Linked DNA regions of Sus scrofa: all the other regions are linked to region 1. The links are chromatin contacts, called in public Hi-C maps. All regions are on one chromosome and are shown on one strand. The core of a region is the stretch at or near the end of the contact, and the rest is flanking DNA. Distances in the headings are between cores, read along the strand shown. Region 1 holds the start of PDE3A (phosphodiesterase 3A). Region 2 overlaps PDE3A (phosphodiesterase 3A). Region 3 overlaps LOC106510350 (a long non-coding RNA gene).

Region 1 (3,921 bases), core at 465-2,964:
CCTATAAGCACCTTCGAATCACTCAGACAGTAGATGTGGCTGTCATGTTAATAACAGTGGGAAGTCAGTTGGCTCCTGTCGCCTGCCAAGTATCCAAGCACAATCCTTTTTTTTTTTTTTTTTTTCTTTTTTCCTTCCAACATCTTAGACAGCTCAACCTGAGGGCCAGCCGTAGACCCCCGCGGTCCCCCGGCTGCAGCGAGCTGGGCAGTTCACGTGCCTCAGCAACCCATTCCCCAGAGTGCTGGCTGCGCAGCACCGCTCTGGGGAAAGGAGCTCTGGTGCTGAGAGTAGCGCCTCCTCCGGGGGAGGGCCGGGAGCTGGCCTGCGCAAGCTTTCCTAGGGAGTTGCCTTAAAGAAAGCAAGCGGGATTGCAGATAGCTCCAGCTGCCTGCTTTTTAAATACAGTTTTAAGCAGCGTCTTCACTCCCTTACCTTCTGCAAAATTGCAAATCACTACCAACCTCGCACCAAAAAGAAGGGGGCGGGGGTGGGTGGGAGGGGGGAGAGCAAATCTCCTTCTCCCTTCTCACTTTCCCTTCCTTTCCAGCTCTCTCTTCCTCCCTTCCTTCTGCCGCAGCCGCTTGTCTCTCGGACTGTGTCTCTCTCCAACCGGACTTAGCAACTTCTTGCTTATTTCTCAGCCCGTTTTCCATTTTTTCCACCCTTTGCCATGAACTGGACCGACAGACGCAGGGGAGGCTGTGCTTTCTGCCCCAGGGAATGGCGATTCGCTTCCCGGGGCCGTGCCGGGGAGGATCGGCAGAGAAGAAAGAAAGAGTGATAAAGAGCTGCTGAAAGGAAGAGAAGGGGGACCTCCGTCTGCCGCGGGCCCCGCGCGCAGTAGCGCCCGGGATGGTCCCGAGCTCTCCCCGCGCCTTCCGCGCCTCCAGTGGCTGCGGTCCCCGAGCGCTGGACACCTTGGGCAATCTTTAAAAATCCCAAAGTAGGGAGAGACCCTGGAGGACTGAAGTCGGGGGTGGGGGTGGAGCGGAGAATTTTGCAGAGCTTTTCCAAGAGAGAAAAAGAGGAAGTCTGATTCTTTCTGCCTGTGCTAAGCTTTTAACTTGAAGGCGTCTCTTTGGAGCATCTAGTATTCTCCAGGAGTTGCCGAAAGCTGAAACTTTCGACGCTCCCAGGCTGGGAGGAGAAGGAGGGATTCCGAGGGTGGGATTGGGAGGAGGGCGAGCGGGCGTGTGTGCGTGTCTGTGTGTGTGTGTGTGTGGCGGGGTGGGAGTGCCTGGGGGACCTCGGGGACTCCGCGAAGAGGGCGCACCATGGCAGCGCCGGGCAAGGCCGCGCGCGTCGGGGCTAAGCCCGGCCACGGGGAGGCGAGGCCGGCCCCCGCAGATGGCCGGGACAAGCACCCTCGCGTCGCCACCGCACCGCCGCGGGACTCGGGTTGCCGCGGCTGCTGGGGAGACCTGGTGCTGCGGCCGCTCCGGCGCTGCCGGAAACTTTCCTCCGCGTTGTACGCGGGCTCCCTGTCCTTTCTGCTGGCGCTGTTGGTGAGGCTAGTCCGCGGGGAGATCGGCTGTGACCTGGAGCGGAGTAAGGAGGCGGCGGCGGCGGCGGAGGAGGAGGAAGCGGCCCCGGGCGCAGAAGGGGGCGTCTTCCCGGGGCCGCGGGGTGGTGCTCCCGGGGGCGGCGCGCCGCTCGGCCCCTGGCTGCAGCCCTCGGCGCTGCTCTTCAGTCTCCTCTGTGCCTTCTTCTGGATGGGCTTGTACCTCCTGCGCGCCGGGGTGCGCCTGCCTCTGGCCGTCGCGCTGCTGGCCGCCTGCTGCGGGGGGGAAGCGCTCGTCCAGATTGGGCTGGGCGTCGGGGAGGATCACTTACTCTCGCTCCCCGCCGCGGGGGTGGTGCTCAGCTGCTTGGCCGCCGCGACATGGCTGGTGCTGAGGCTGAGGCTGGGCGTCCTCATGATCGCCTTGACTAGCGCTGTCAGGACGGTGTCCCTCATTTCCTTAGAGAGATTCAAGGTCGCCTGGAGACCTTACCTGGCGTACTTGGCCGGCGTGCTGGGGATCCTCCTGGCCAGGTACGTGGAGCAAATCTTGCCGCAGTCAGCGGGGGCGGCTCCGAGGGAGCATTTTGGGTCCCAGCTGCTTGCTGGGACCAAGGAAGATATCCCGGTATTTAAGAGGAGGAGGCGGTCCAGCTCCGTGGTGTCCGCCGAGATGTCCGGCTGTAGCAGCAAGTCCCATCGGAGGACCTCTCTGCCCTGCATACCGAGAGAACAGGTAAGCGCCGGCAGCCCCTCTCTCGCGCCTATGGGGAAAACTTGAAACCCTTGAGATCCATCACAAAGTGGAGGGGATTCGATCGCTGGGAACAGAAGGAAAGATAGCTTAGAAAAGCGCTCTAACTTCAGCCTTAGTTGGAAACTAGCGAATTTCCCCCCTCCTCTCACGCAATATTTTATAACCTTGAACAACAGGAACACGAATAAGTAATAAAACTAGATGGCATTTGCAGGGTCTTCCACAGCTGGGCCAACTTTTTAGATTTGCTACACCTGGCGTATGGCGCCTTTGCACTTTTAAGTGCCCACATACTTTCCTCCTTTAGCAGAAATGTTCGAATTAAGTTTATTTATTTATTTTAATTTTTTTTTTAAGCAGTGGGTGATTTTTAAGACTTGGATTTTTACTAGGTTTCTATTTCTTTTTATAAAATTTCTTTCCTCTAAAGGGACAGGTAAACGTTTATGGAAGTCAGTAAAAATATTCTAGAGTACAAACAAAGAATACTTGAAGTGAGGTACTGATTATTTTCTGGTTTTGCAGTGTCTTAATTGAGGAGATTGTGTTTGGTGGTGCCCAGTTTGTTTTTAAATGTAATTTGGGGACATACATTATCACATGCTAATCTGTTTTGTTTATAAACTTCAATTTGGGGAATAGTTTTTCTTGCGCATCAGAATTTGTCAAAATTGTGGACTGTGCTTTAATGTAAACTAAAAAGAGACATTTCTCTTATGTATCTACATACTTAAGTGAATATTTAGAAATTCAAATGGATTTATGCAGGAAATATTAATTCAGGAGAGTATTTTTAAATCTGGTGATATAAGTATTTCAGGGAGGAGGAGGAATCTAGTATTATGAGTGAAGTTATTCCGGATAAAAGTTCAGTGAATTTTGGGGACCAGTAGCCTTATTATCATTAAGTGTTTTGAGACCCTTATAGCTGCTATAAGGGGCATTAAAGGAACAAATCCTAATTTTAAATGCAGATTGTATCTGAAAAGGAATACTTAGTGTTCACCTCTCTACTCCAAGCAGATTTGACACTTGGGTGGGGGTGGCAGAGAGCTGGTTATGTACAGCAAATGGAAATTTACACTTTCCCATTTAAATTTATGCTTGTGTACCTGTGGTGCTATTAGAACAACTTTAGGGAGTGAGAGACTACTCTAAGACATAGTGAGCTTTTTCTTTTTAGGTTATTCTGTGGATAATCATTTGGGTATTTCTAAGAAATAGCAGTCACCATATGGTGTAGTGGCCAGTTTGTTTCTGAAATGGAGTTGATTACACAGAATGTGGTTGTTTGACATTATTTAGCAGAATGGATGACAGCATCATAGTCTCTATGTTTGCTTTAAAACAAATGTACTTATTTAGCTTTTTGTTTAGATAAAGCAAATATTTCTTCGGTTTAGCTTACTCTGAGAATGAAGTTAAAAACAGGCCACTGACTGATACTTAGTTTTGCTAGAAATTTGGAAATCAGCAGAATAAAGTAACCTATCTATTTAAGGGTAAACCAATTAGGGGAAAAACACATTCTAATTTCTTTTCAAAGTTACCGGAGGGAATGTCTTTTAAATAAAAGCACTATTAGTTTAAATACGTTTCAAACACACTTAATTTATGGGGAAATGTGATTTAATCATTGCAAAATTGAACCTGAATTTCT
Region 2 (3,921 bases), core at 586-3,085, 250 kb after region 1:
GTGATTGCTAATTTAGGCAGAGATTCTTAGCTACCCATCTGCTCAGGCCAAAGCATGAAAGTCAGCCTGTCTCCATTCTCCATAACAACTGGCAACATCAGCACCCTGCAGGGTTTCTCATGGCCATCAGTATTCCTCAATGCTCATCTTCCTGTATTGATAAGCCCTCTCATACCTCTCCAGATACATCCTTTTGTTCTTTAAAAAATTAGGTATTAATTGACGTGACATTTTATTAGTTTCAGGTATATAATATAATGATTTAATATTTGTGTATGTGGCTAGAGCATCACCAGTCTAGTTAACATCCATCACCATATGTAGTTACATAATTTCTTCTTGTGATGAAAACTTTTAAGATCTACTGTCTTAGCAACTTTCAAATATACAATAGAACATTATTAATGGTAGTCACTATGCTGTTTACAGACACATCATTTTCAACTTGAAGCATTCTGTACTTCACTGAACTTTGTCTCCATAAGGCCATTCTTTCTCTACCTCCAGTCCTTTGAGGATTTTCTCTTTTCCAGAAACTACTCATCCATATAACCTACTCTTATGCTTACTCTTTTCATATATGTGCCAGATTATAGAAAAGTGTAAAGTTGCTTTCTTTTATCAGTACTATTACTTCTTTTTGGCAGTTTCACTATTTTCTAGATAGTAGTTATTCCAGAATCAGTTTGCTGAATAAAATTTTTATTCATGATTTCAGTATTACAGTCTAATAGTTCTGTATATTTTTATTTAACTAAGATTAGAACATGAAATTGTGCTGGAAGGCTAAATGCTTTGGGATGACTTCTAGAAAATTTGTTTGTTTAAGAACAATATAATTGGTTTGTCTTTTTGCATTTCTTCAAGGCATAGAACTGGAGAGAGGAAATTGACATGTCTTGGGAGGTTTAGAGTATGCTACTTTTGACTTAACCATTTCTGATATCATTGAGTGCCTAAAAAGTACTACATACTAATTGAGGCTCTGTTAACCTGGTGAATGAAAAGTAGCATGGCCTTTGTCCTCCTAGAACTTTCAGCCTAAAAGAGGAAGATGAACTTTCATCAAATGATCATACACCAAAAGTCGAATTGAAAACCATCTCAAATGCAATGAGAGGTCCTACGAATGCACATGAGAACTGGTCAGAGATGTAAGATGTCCAGGAGTTAGAGCTGTCAGGGCTTTTCACCTGTTCTGTTTGTTTTTGGTTTTAGTGCTTCCAGTGGATGAAGTACAGGAGTGCCCCAATAGGCATTCCCATGGTAATCAGTTGGGATGCCCACACAGCAGTCCAGGGAAGATCTCCAGGGTCAGCAGTAGTTGGAAGCAAATCAGTAGCATAGATAAGTGCCCATTGCATGTGAGGTGGAAAGGAGAGGGGATAACACAGTGGAGATAAGGCAAATGTCAGTGAAGCTCCTCAAACCCTGGTGTTAGAATGTGCCTATTGATGGTTTTGTTTTATGCATATTTTAATCACAATAGAAAATGACATGTGGGAAAATTTAAATCAAATTAGGTATGGAAATGGGTCATGTGTACCATGGGTGGCTTATAAAAATGGAGAAAGGTGACAGAGCCAAAATACTTGTAATTCAGACAGATTCTTAAGGGTGTAATTATAGTTTCACTTTAACAGTGATCCTGAGGGATTTAACACAATTTAATTTTTTTTTCTACTTTCCTGCCAATAGTCTAATGTAAGGTTTTGTGTTTCGGTTTTAGTTTTTGTTCTTTTTTTTCTGTGACAAAAGAAACCAAACTGCCTGCTAATGAGTGAGCAGCACTCATTCAAAAAGCTGTTTAGACAGTTGGAGTTCTTTTTAAAAGGCAGAAGACTGCCATCTGTTGTTCACTGAAATTGTTTTTAGGCTAAGCAAAGAGAAACCTCAAGATCAAATTTAATAGCAGTTCTTAAAACTCAGCAAACAAAAGACCATCGAAATTCATCACCTTTGTGAGTTCATACTTATTTCAAAGACTGATTTTTTTTCTGTAATATTTAGAAGCTCACGCTCAGAGAATCCAGTTTCTTCCACTAACAGAAACAATAATGCTTTTTATTTACATAGCAACCTATACTTAACCAAGCCTTGCCAGCTTCATCTGCCTCAACAGTCACGAGAATAGTCCATTACCTGAATTCCTCCTAGCTTTGCCAGCCACTTCATCTTTTATAATTAGGGAGTACCAGCCTGGAAGTCAAAGACAGCTAAGGTTATCTTTTTAGAGATAGGAGTGCTTACTTGAGTAAGCAATTTCTTAAGTATGTCTTCTTTACTAAATAATAAAACAAGATTCTCTGACAATTGTTTTTTTGAGGATATTGAGTGACTTTGCTAGTGTCTCAAAGATCTTAGAAAATATAAACAGAAGGACTGCTTTTTGTTTTTGTTTTTGTTTTTAAACAGTTTTGGGCTTGGGCTTATTTGCAGACAGATTGTAAGGAAATATAGGAGGACACAAGGCCATGTACTACATCCTATATGGTGACATGGAATGTTCTTTGAACATCAAAAGAGAAGGAAGTTAAGAATTCTGGTAGCTGCTGGAGTTTGCTGTGTCTCACAGTGGGTCAGCCAGCCGAGGTGTTTTTAGAAAGAAAGCAGTTTGATGAAGGGCCCTATATATTTTCCTCCTACTGTACATATGTATTATCCTAAGGAGCAAATCCAAATGTCAACTCATATTCTCTGCCAGAAAATTAAAATAAGCAAACATCTGCTTCCTTAGGATGACATTTAGCCAAGGTTCAGCCTACAATGAGTTACTGCAAAATTTTCACATGATTTCATTTTTAAAAAATTTCCCAACCAACTTCAAGTCTAAAATTATAAATGGGTCCTATGAAATTATAAACACATATGCAGTTTTGCTGGCTCTGAGGTCAGAACCAGTAATACACCAAAGATCATTTACGGAATCCAGCTCATCTTCTACATGAATTTAGTCCATTAAAGACTAAAACACTGCTCCCTGGTATCGAAAAGAAAGATTTGGAGGGTGAGGGGTGGCAGCTCCCCAAAACCCAGCAGTCATCTTTTCCCAGCATTAGGACCAGAGCTGGGTAAGAAAAAGTCCCCGTGACTTCTTTTGTGTGTCATCCCTTACACTGTTTATCCCTGCCGTATCCCAACTCCCTTTTCACCCTGAGAATGTTCTTCCCATGCTGTGTTTGCCTCCCAGGATGACTACATAGAAAGAAAGAAAGAAAAAAAAAAAAAAAAAAAAAAAACTCCCAACAATGGAGCTAAGATGCCTGCTTTGAGAATTCTTTTCACATGGTATATTATAAATCATACCAGTGCAATCACCCATATTAACTGAAACCAGGGCCTCTGTACAAATTACTTTCTAAGACCCTAAAATTCATCTCAGAACTATTATGAGTACATGGGAGTGGGGAACACAGTCCATTTTATGACTGTCTTTACCTGGAAGAAAAAAGTGAAACTATTCAAGGTTTTTTAATGTTTTGTTTTGTTTTTATTGGTAGAGAAATTATTTCTCTAGCATAATTCTGCCTTCATTTATAAAGAAACTGCTGACCCAGTGTGTGTAGTATATACATGTATGATATGGATTCCTATGTGCACATAACCTTTTTCAATGTAAAAACAATAATTATGGTGGTACTACATAGTATTTTTCCAACTTGTACTGTGGGCTAAGCACTCAGCTGATGTCTTTATGTGCATGATTTCATTGAATCATCAACAGTACTATATAGCAGGCATGATTATTACCTCATTTTAGAGATGAGAAAACAAGACCTAAAGAGATAAGTGAATTTCCCCCAATCGAAGCAGATCTGAAATTTGAACACAGAGTCAGACTCTAGATCCTATGTTCTTAAAGGCCCCATGTACTACCTCATAAAATAAAAAATTTGATATTGATGAATGAATAAAATGTCC
Region 3 (3,921 bases), core at 783-3,282, 150 kb before region 1:
GATAACGTGCGAAAATAGCATGTGTACATGTATGTGTAAGTGGGTTACCATGCTGTACAGTAGAAAAAAAACTGTATTGGGGAAATAACTATTCAAAAAAAAAAGAGTTGGGCCAATGACTCAAGTTCTTCAAATACCTATCATCTTCAAAATGTTTAATGTGTAATTTGTATAGTTATTATAAAGAACAGGTGTTAGCTGCGAAGTATATGACATGGTAGGGGTAGTTATATTACTACTAGCAATAAGCGCTATTAGAGTTAAAATTCAAAACTATACTTGATTCCAAATACATATGACACAAGCCTTAATCAGAATGTTGCAGCCCCTGGGACTGCAGTGGGTATGTAACTCATTCTGAGTTGACCAGTTAACTTTGAGACTTACATGGGAGATAAGATCAAACAATCTTTTTCTGATAGATGTAGAGCAATGAGAATGTGAACCTAGAAATCTTTGTCATCTTTTGCCACCATGTAGCATGAACTAGTCAAGAAGTAAAGCTAAATTCAAGGATAGCAGAGTCAAGAAAGTAATGGTAAGCCCTAGTTCAACTGGGCTTGAATGAAGTCGGCTGTAACTACGAATTTTTTTTCGGTAAAGGAGCTAAGTAATATAATAACCACAATAAGAAAAATAAATTTCTTGAGAGTTCCCATCATGGCTCAGTGGAAACAAATCTGACTAGTATCAATGAAGACTTGGATCTGCTGTGGCTGTGGCTGTGGCTGTGTCTGTGGCATAGTGCAGCAGCTACGACTCTGATTCTACTTCTAGCCTGGGAACCACCATATGCTGTGAGTGCGGCCCTAAAAAAAGACAAATAAAGACTAAAAATAAACAAATTTTCTTTTGGCTTAACTCACCTGGAATTGTTTTCATTCACTTGTCTCCAAGAGTACTGAATAATAAAATTGGAATTAGCAAAATAGACACTCCCTTTGGAATAGCAATTATGTAGGGATGGGAGGGATTGTAATCAATAAGGGGAAAGGACAATATTAGGAAGTAGAAACAGTGTACATAGGTCACTTGTTCTATAAGATGGGCTATTTAAAAACTATTTTTAGAGAGTTTCTGTTGTGGCTCAACTAGTGGATACCCAACTAGTATCCATGAGGATACAAGTTCAATCCCTGGCCTCGCTCAGTGGGTTAAGCCTCCCACATTGAGCTGCAGCATACTTCACAGATGTGGCTCAGATCCCAAGTTGCTGTGGCTGTGGTGTAGACCTACAGCTGCAGCTCCGATTTGATCCCTAGCCAGGGAACCTCTATATACCCCAGGTGTGGCCCTAAAAAGAAAAAATAATTTTTTTTAAGTTAAAAAATATTTTTAAGGAGAAGGTTCAGTAGCTAGAGTGCAGACAGAGTTGAGGAAGTATTCGTTTCAAAGATGGGAGAGACTTGAGCATGTTTATAGACTAAGGGAAAGATGCCAGTGAAAAGGAAAAGGTTGACAGTACTGAGAAGAGAAGGGATAATTAATGGAGGAAAGTCCAGGCAGAGACAGGATATGATGAATATTTCTGTTGCCACGAAATCTCTAGTAAGGTCTAGTGTCTGCTCAGATGGTAAATTTGACTAAATATGTCCAATTCTTTTATTTAAATTTTTTTTTACTTCTTCAGCATGTCTAAATATATATTTTTTATATCTTCTCTTATCTCTCTTCTTTTCTAAATCATATGAAGCCTTAGAACATCCCACTCTCCCACCGAAAACAAACATGCCAATAAACAGAAATAAAAGTCCCTCTTCAAACTGGCAGAGACTTTCACAGCCAAAGGAACCCCAGGATAACCGAAGGAATCTCAGCAGAGTCATTTTGTAGGTTTTTAGGTTCTGCTCTACTTTTTTTTTTTTTGTCTCTAATTTTGTACAAGCTGATGCACAGAAACAATGGGGAAGAGGATTACGTCAAATGTATGAAAGAAATGGCAGGAATCCAATGGGAAAGACATGCCCTCTGCATTTGGCAGCAGGAGTGCGGGGAGGCAGTGGCTTTGTAAAGTGATGAGTCACACTTGAACAGATGCTCTGGAAGGAATTAGTTCAAGAGAAGGCTGGAGAGCTCCCGGACGTGTATGAGTGCCTTGGGCCATTAGCAATATGTGTGTGATCACAGAGAGACAAGGAAACCCTGAGAGCCTCAGACCTTCTTTTTGGAACCAGCGCAGAAAAGGATCCTTGTTTCTTGTGCCTCTGTGCTGGGTGGAAAACCACAGCCCTTCTGTGCTAGTGAGAGAGTATGTCATCAGCACTACTTTTAGAAAACTTTATCTTGATCTAGTGTCTATAATACAGATTTTAAATATGGTAACTAGATAAAGCAAGCCAAGACTATGAGGAAAAGATTAATCAAAAGTCACCTGGGCCACAAAATCAATGAGCTTGAGAAAACCTGGGTGAGAGATGGAGGAGAGAAGAGAAAACTTTTTCTTTAACTCAGAATTAACCACTGAAAAACAAGGAAGAATCTGAGCTTCAGCAATTGACTAGCATAGAGACAAACCCGAAAATGATAGCCAGGCCAAAAACAAAACCCAATTTAAATATTAAACTTACCTTTTGAACATTATAAACACCGAATTCTATGTGTGCCATCAAAAGTTTCCATTTCTTGTGCTAGTAAACTGTGCAAGATTTAGTGCCTTGAGTGGAGAAGAGCTATCTTTTTGCAGTAATATTCAAAATAAATAAATATAGATATCTATAGACATAAATAACAGCTATTATGATTCTATTTGTAGCACTGTTTCATGGTAATCATATACCTTTGAACAGCAGTAATAAAATTCCAGTCTTACAACAATCAATCACCTTTTGATCTTGTGGTATAGAATAATATAACTCTTTGTTATACTCTTGAATGTTCAGATTTGACCAGACAATAAAATATCATTAGTCTTTTGTAGGTTAAATTATCAAAAGGTGACCTAAATCCCCACAAATTGGTTTTTTAAGTGAAGTCCCATGAAATCAATATAATTCTGTGGTAGAAAATACAGCTGAATTTGTTAATTGGTTCATAAAGTATCATTTTGTTTCTAAAGCATTAAATGAGAGGTCAAGAAAGAGAATTGGTTTCAGGCCAGCTAGAATGGATAAAGAACTGTTAGGATAGAGGCTGTTGATTGAGGGCATCAGAACACAGCTTCGGAGTGTGCCAAAACAGGAGCTGTTGTAATATAAAGCTTAGTTTTTTTTTATTTCAAAATACCAAAAGTTCTTAAGAGGAGAGAGGAGAGAGAACACTTCTTGTTCTGGGAACCCTAGGTGAAGGCACAAAGCCTGTACAACCCAACTGTGATAAAATGAATTGACCTTTCCATTATTTCACTTGCATTTGCTTAGGAGAATAACCTTGACCCTGGATTACTGTGGAATTGGACTGAAGTCTCTGCAAACTGTCAACATCTCCATCATATGACTAGAATGATGTCAGTAGAGCCAGTGGTCTGAGGCCAGCCGTGAACAGTGAAGGGATGTCCTTTAACCGCACTGCAAGTTAGGGGGATTGTTTGGCTTTGACTTTCAAAAATCGCCAGAGAAGAATGTTCTTTGTCTCAGGCTGTTTGAAAGGAGCTGGAAGCTGTAGGTAGGTGAGAGCTGATTGTCTCCAGTCTCCCTTTGCAAGGAATTTCTTGGTCTTTTGCCTGGTTTACTTTACCATTTGTATTACCTCATTATTCTTATTTTCCTCTGGTGTCCTGCCCTGAAGAACTTTTCCTGAATGTGATTTTTCTGTCTCTCTCTTCAGAATTGACCAGGTAGAAATCTAATAAAGAATGTCACAGTGCTGCCCTCAAGGATGTGACAATCGGAACTTTTGCACGGAGTTCACAATCTGTAATTAATGCAGGACTTCTCAGGAAGCCTTTTGAAAAAGCCCCTTACAATATATTTTCCCCATTCTACA

Evidence for each region. Hi-C and Micro-C count contacts between places; a contact is called where the count stands out from the background.
Region 2: a contact with region 1 is called in a Hi-C map of fetal skeletal muscle, with 2.4 times the contacts expected there. A contact is called at or near these places in 14 of 47 Hi-C or Micro-C datasets (embryonic fibroblasts, epiblast stem cells, fetal heart ventricle and 8 more) and 1 of 2 datasets of targeted methods (skeletal muscle).
Region 3: a Hi-C map of embryonic fibroblasts shows a contact between it and region 1, with 2.5 times the contacts expected there. A contact is called at or near these places in 4 of 47 Hi-C or Micro-C datasets (embryonic fibroblasts, fetal heart ventricle, heart right ventricle and 1 more) and 1 of 2 datasets of targeted methods (skeletal muscle).

The regions. Positions count from the first base shown.
Region 1 is chr5:52,735,564-52,739,484 of Sscrofa11.1, reverse strand. PDE3A (phosphodiesterase 3A) reads left to right here and starts at 1,714. Exons shown (of 17, transcript NM_213736.1): 1 at 1,714-1,845; 2 at 1,876-2,240. The coding sequence starts at 1,716.
Region 2 is chr5:52,481,850-52,485,770 of Sscrofa11.1, reverse strand. All of the region lies in intron 3 of PDE3A (phosphodiesterase 3A), which reads left to right. Among named protein-coding and RNA genes, the nearest start is that of SLCO1C1, 170 kb to the right of the region's middle.
Region 3 is chr5:52,883,957-52,887,877 of Sscrofa11.1, reverse strand. It overlaps LOC106510350 (a long non-coding RNA gene), which reads left to right. Exons shown (of 4, transcript XR_001308778.2): 2 at 3,357-3,600. Among named protein-coding and RNA genes, the nearest start is that of PDE3A, 150 kb to the right of the region's middle.